2 separate regions of the Danio rerio genome follow, and region 1 is linked to region 2. The links are chromatin contacts, called in public Micro-C maps. All regions are on one chromosome and are shown on one strand. The core of a region is the stretch at or near the end of the contact, and the rest is flanking DNA. Distances in the headings are between cores, read along the strand shown.

Region 1 (3,425 bases), core at 437-2,936, 160 kb before region 2:
AATCTGGACTGTTTTACTATGAGTTTGTGCTGGATCGGAACTACTCAGCTAGCTAATTTGTGTGTCTATAAGTACAGTATGTGTGACTACGCAAATGGTGCAAAAGTGAAAAGTTTTAGCTTCACTTTAAAAGGTGCATCAAAAAGACGGTCTGAGACTGAAACAATTATATTTAACTGTGTGGTTGAAGATTAGAACAGAAGGTTGCAGTGTTTTGTTTTGGTTGTTTTTAAGTTAGTCTTTACCTCCTTTCTGAGCAATCTGGTGCAGTTCTCTCCACACCAATAGGTTTTTAATATCATAGATGGGTTGAAGAAATCCAGATAAGGGCTTCGAATGAGAGGTTAAAATAACTGAGTTAAGGTGTGAATGTGCTGAAGAGGCACTTGTCAGAAGTACGGGAAAATGTCACTCATCGCTTGATTAAACTTGCCTGTACTGGCTGCTGTCTGCTGCTAGTAAGTTTAGATTTGACATTGTTTGTGCTTTATTATTTAAGGCAGTGTTGGGAAATCAACAACTTACACTTGATTTAAAGACAAAAAGTTAGCTACCTCACCAGTTAGTTGCAAAGTTAATAACACCTCATTTGTGCATGTTAATTTATTTTGTGAGTTAATGTGAAAACACAGCTCAGTTTATTGTTTACACAGTTATGAAATACATTTATAATGGAGTTTAAGAAAAGAAATGTAGACCATATACATTAAAAAATGTTGTGATTTTGGGGTAAGTGAAGGTTTTGTTAAAGTCAGGATATAATATAATATAATATAATATAATATAATATAATATAATATAATATAATATAATATAATATAATATAATATAATATAATATAATATAATATAATATAATATAATAATGTAACATAACATACATTAAAATATAATATAATATATAATGTAATATAACATAATATAATATAATATAATATAATATATAACATATTGTTAGAATATAATATAATATAATATAATATATAATGTAATATAACATAATATAATATAATATAATATAATATAATATAATATAATATAATATATAACATATTGTTAGAATATAATATAATATAATATAATATATAACATATTGTTATAATATAATATAATATAATATAATATAATATAATATAATATAATATAATATAATATAATATAATATAATATAATATAATGTAATTTTTATATGAGGGGATTTTATGTGAGGGAGATTCTGCTGAATGTTTGTCAAGGTTTGCAGATGGGTGATAAGAGCACTGTGATGCACTTCCACTCTTTCACATTCCACGTTTTACTCTTTCTAAAAGTGATGAGTTAATAGTGACCTATGGCCTCTGTTAGCTCTGACAGCCTTCCAAGACATGCAAGACTGCTAAAACACACCCTGGTGGACAGATTCCAGAACTACAGGCTCACGATCAGGCAGAATCAGCCAACACACTGACTGTAAACAGAAGACACATACAATAGAGGCATAATATGCTGAGAAAGAGATTTAGTTGTTTATGTGTACGTGTGTGTCAGTGCGGTTTCTGTTTTATTGGTTTCAAAACCTAGTAGCAGCACTGTTAAGCTTTAAAGAAAAGCCAAAATACTTTAATAAAAAGGTATGTGTGGGGGATAGAACAAGGTGTGTGCGTGAGTGTGTGCATGTGTGCATGTGATAAATGAGCCAAAACAATAAAAGGTGGCCTCTAACTGAAAGATGCACACTGTCAAAGAAAATAAATAACTTCAAGCCTCATCACCTTCTGAGGGGAAAAAAACTTTCACCACATGAATATGCAAATATATCAGCGAGTTTACGTTTGTTTACAAAGCTGCTGCTTTTGTGTTGAGCAATTAAGAGCGCAAACATTTCTTTCTTCCCGCTCTCTCGTCCCATGAATACGCATATCTGTAGAGATGATATGTAAAAGCTGGCAAATGCATGCGGATTATTAATGCAAATGCCATGCAACTTTTTTTTCCATTTGTTGACATGAAAGGAATGAATGCTGGATTCAGCATATCCTGTGGGTTGCGGCCGGGCCGTGCGATGCACTAACACCCATGATTTTCTCTCCCCCTCACCCTGACCGCATCATCTCAGCAGCGTCGGCCGACTCAAGCCGATCGGATCCGGTTGGATCCAGGGCCGGACACAGGGGACAGGCATTGTCATAACGCATGAGAAGAGTCGCTCGCATCAGTGCACCCCCCGTGCCTCCATCTGAGATATTAATAATTCTAATGAGGATGATGATGACCTGTGCAAAGCGGACTGCATGAGCAGCCCCATCCGCAGGCTTATCGGAATAACCTCCTGCTCCCTGGATCTTCCGTTCGAATACACATACACATACATTTGGACACAACCATGCAAATCAGTCTGGGATGCGCCCTGCGGAGAGGCAGCGGTCGATCCCCCGTGGACAGAACGCTGTCCTTCTCGCTGACCTGTGTCACCCGGAATCAGTAGTCTCTCCTCAGCCGTCCCCCTGACCCATGCATTAGCATCCATGAGCTGTGCATTGTTTGCTCACTTTTTAATGCAGTGTTTTATATGCTGAATATGCAGTAAAAGGCCTCAGCAGAGAGGAGAGAGAGAATGCCCTATGGGTAGGAAATGCTAATTGTAATAATATAACTCAATGCTAGGGACAGGCCTTGAAAAAAATAAAGATTTTGTCATTATTCACTTACTTGCTTTACTTCCCATTGTCTTCCATTGCACTTTTGTCCATATAATGAAAACCAATAAATACTGTCCTAACAGAAAAAAACACAGAGCACATGTCAAAATTACACGTAATACACACTTGGAGCTCATTTGAAACCCTTCTGAAACACGCATGAAATGTGTAGTTTTGGAGCATTTTTATGTGAAAAAAAGTTATAATGTATTATAATCAGTTTTCTTTCACATGAAAACATTATGATATATATAGGGGGTGAAGACGGCACAGTGGCGCAGTGGGTAGCACAGCAAGAAAGTCGCTGGTTTGGGCTCCGACTAGGCCAGTTGCCATTTCTGGGCACTTCCCTGGGTTTCCTCTAGGTGCTCCAGTTTCCCCCACAAGTCCAAAGACACACACTATACATGAATTGGGAAAGCTAAATTGTCCGTAGTGTATGTGTGAATGAGTGTGTATGGGTGTTTCCCAGTAATGGGTTGCAGCTAGAAGGGCATTCCGCTGTGGCGACTCATTAATAAAGGTACTAAGCTGAAAAGAAAATGAATGGATGAATGAATGAATGAATGAATTAATGAATGAATAGGGGGTGAAAGCTGTAAGAGGGTGAAATTGTCTGGTCACCATCAAAATAACTTTGCCTAAGACCCGTTTACACTAATACGTTTTGAGTTTTAAAATGACGTTTTAGAACGACAACGATTGATGTCCACACTACACCGCTGAAAACGCACATCATGTGACAACA
Region 2 (3,080 bases), core at 457-2,956:
AACCGTCTTCTGTGTAATTATAAATTGGATGGCAAAGTTTATCAAGATCGATACTGGCTCTGTTTGCATTACCTGAAAGTCATGTTAGTTTTCTAGATCCATTACAAAATATACAAGACATTTTTTTAAAAATCCTATAATTCATGCCAGTTCAGGACGGGGTAAAAAAAAAACTGTTACAAGTTCATATACAATACGTTTCGCTCTTGCAAACATATGGTCAAATATAGATAGTGCTGAAACTGATCGGGTTCGAGTCTAGTTTATGATCGTCGTGTGCCCCCTAGCGGTGGATTTCGGACACGTGCAGCAGCGAAAGCGCAGAGTAACCCGCGCTGAGATCCACAGCCTGTGTGTGGAAACCCAATAATGTTACACGATACTTTACAATGTTACAACAACTCAGGATTTGTGTCAAACACGTTTATCTATTAAAACGCGGACTAATGCTTTTGAAGATTTACGTTTCAGACATCAAAACTAAAACATCAAAAAGATAGAAGCTAAATGGTTGTGTCGTCGAGCTCCTGACAACATTTCAGGTTCATATAATCTGAAGCATACTTTATTTAGAAAAATGCAACTTATCACAGTCCTTCAAAGCACGTTTAGTGTGTCAACTAACATGATCTCTGGAAGAACAGTAGGTTAGTGTGTTACGAATATATGCATAAAAAGCCTGGTTTTCTCGATACATTTGTATCCAAATAGTTGCATTATATTTAGGTTTCGTCTTACCTTTGTCAACGACATTTAAGACGAAAATCAGGCCTAAATAGAAATCGTATTTCTCTCCTTGCAAATGTACTCGAAACGGCAAAGAGCGTAACGTAAAATACTCTTCTACTGCTTTTCAGCGAAAGCCCACAAATACTGCACAACCGCGTTTTGCTTCAAACGTTAGAAAAGCGTTAATGTGTAAAACTCGAAACGATATTAGGCTATATGCAGATGTCTTACTCTGCGCTGTTAGTCTCAGGCAGAAGACTATCGTGCTCTATTTGCTGGCAGTGGGTAGTAAGCGCACGCGGCGCTTGTAAACAGTCGGACACGAGATTTTTCCCAATCAAAATTCGCTTCCACTCTTTGAAAATCTTCCAAAAATAGTGCGAGAGGGGGGAAATCCTGCCCAGAATCACAGACAGACAGCGTTGCGGGACACTCCACGAGATGTGAGAGTAAATAAGCAAGCGAAAGCACGCGTGCATATACCCACCACGGTCCGGTATATGTGAGCGTTTGCTCTTAAGTGGTCAAAGCGACTGGGGCACGAGAGCCAAGACATATGCGCCTAAACACAGAGTCGACACGAACTTCTCCAAGTACAGCGATGGAAGACAAACTTTTTGGCGATTCGGTGCGCGTAAAGGCATTCAAGAGATGGGAACGCTCTCTTCGCTAAAGTCCACTTGATCGGCGCTGCGCTGTCCAATGTCCAGTGTGTCTTCCCTGAGAATTACGCTCCTCTCCAGCAACTCAACGCTACACAACGCAGCCAAAAAACAGGTAAAGGCAACGGGCACAACATATATTTGTCTTTACTTACGCGAAAAATCCCGTTTGCTTAAGTGCTGGGGTTTGCCTTGCTTGCGGCGAGACATGGTGGTTGGTGGTGGCTTTCAGCTCGGTTCACATCGGGAGAGCCGGGTTAGAAAGGAGACTCCAGAGAAAATATCTTCATCAATGCCTTTGACATCCAAAATAAATTAGAAATAATACAAAGATGGCGCAGGGAAGATGGATTGTGGGATAGCCGTCATGGCTTTTTTGAAAAGAGAGAGAGAGAGATGAAAAAATGGCAAAAGCCCCCCTGAGCTGCAAGTTCAAGTGCGGACGTGACGTCCCTGCGAACTTGAACGTCAGGAGATGGATGGACACAGACATACAGAACATGGGCAGGGCAAAGCCGTGGAGTAGGAGGAGGGAGTGGAAATAACAAAACCAATGGACACTCATTAGGGGCTGGACATGAAAAATAGACCCGAAGAAGCCAATGGACAGAAAGATCAGGGGGCCGGACAAGAGGCGAGAAAGAGGGAGCGAGAGACAAGCACACACACAAGGAGAGAGAGAGGGGGAGATATGTTTAATGAAAGCAATGTGCGCTGCGGAGTGTGTGTGTGTGTGTGTGTGCGTCCGCGCGCGCTCGCGCTCTGGGGGTGGACGCAGGAAAACAGAGCACGAAAAGCCAATGGACAGGAGATTCAAGGGGGCCGGACGTGCTATATATACAAAGACAGTGAGAGAGGAGCCTCGCATTTAAGGTTTCGTAGTGGACACTGATGGTGTTTCAAACACACTGACTCAACTCCTGGTCAAACAGTCAAAGGTAGCGCGCAAGGTAGCTGCTTTTCAGCGAGACACGATCGGGTTGCATGAACAGGACAGACAGGTTCCGAGCCGGGGCATGTGCAGGGTTCAACCGCCGCGTGCGCTGCCACATTCCTCCAGCTCAGAGAAACTTAAGGCACATCACATAAAGCGGGATGGGATACTTGCTCGTGCGCTCTGCGCGCGATGTAGGTGGGACTTAAATACTACAAGAGTGTAATTGTAAAAATATAACAACACACTGACGAATAGATTGTGGGAGCAGCCCACTAGAAAGAAAGGGGACGGGGTAATAACTTTCAGATGTGTTCAGATTATAGAGAATGGCGACTGGGGGGAGGAGGGGGTGTCAGTAAACCGCCGCGTGGATTTAGAAATATAAAGATGCTGTAAACAGCGCTGATGCATTCGAAATTAAAGAGACATGAAGCGTATAACCGAACGCGATGACAAGCTAGTTCAATGCATGAGGTGGGAGGAAGAGAGAGACACCCCTGCGAACTAGTAGAAGTACAACTAGACTATAGCGACTACTCCAGAGAAAGCAGAGGCTGCGTGAACAAGTGACAGTCTGCGGGGAAAAGGCACAATTCAATAGGGAACCGATCGGAGTTGAAGCCGAATGCTGGAGATAATACGTGACCCGCGAGCGAGTGAGTGAAACTGCTTTGCAGGCTTATACGCTGACATCTTTGTTTCTGGACCAAGACTGATCGCTGTGTTGGTGCGCGTGTGTTTTTTTCCGACGC

The links. A called contact is a pair of places that touch in the nucleus more often than the background predicts.
Region 1: a contact with region 2 is called in a Micro-C map of caudal fin, with 5 times the contacts expected there. The contact joins the enhancer-like site here to the promoter of bcl11aa in region 2. A contact is called at or near these places in 2 of 18 Hi-C or Micro-C datasets (caudal fin and hematopoietic stem cells) and 2 of 4 datasets of contacts at active chromatin or transcription factors (caudal fin and embryo).

Annotation. Positions count from the first base shown.
Region 1 is chr13:29,231,417-29,234,841 of GRCz12tu, reverse strand. It overlaps a transcript of pdlim1 not described here. Among named protein-coding and RNA genes, the nearest start is that of bcl11aa, 160 kb to the right of the region's middle. Within about 2 kb of position 1,686, at least 5 of the 62 cell types and tissues checked have an H3K27ac peak or open chromatin away from gene starts, as enhancers often do. A contact at or near this core is called in caudal fin, where this site is marked.
Region 2 is chr13:29,070,135-29,073,214 of GRCz12tu, reverse strand. bcl11aa (BCL11 transcription factor A a) reads right to left here and starts at 1,706. Exons shown (of 3, transcript NM_001040391.1): 1 at 1,547-1,706. The coding sequence starts at 1,601. It also overlaps a transcript of pdlim1 not described here.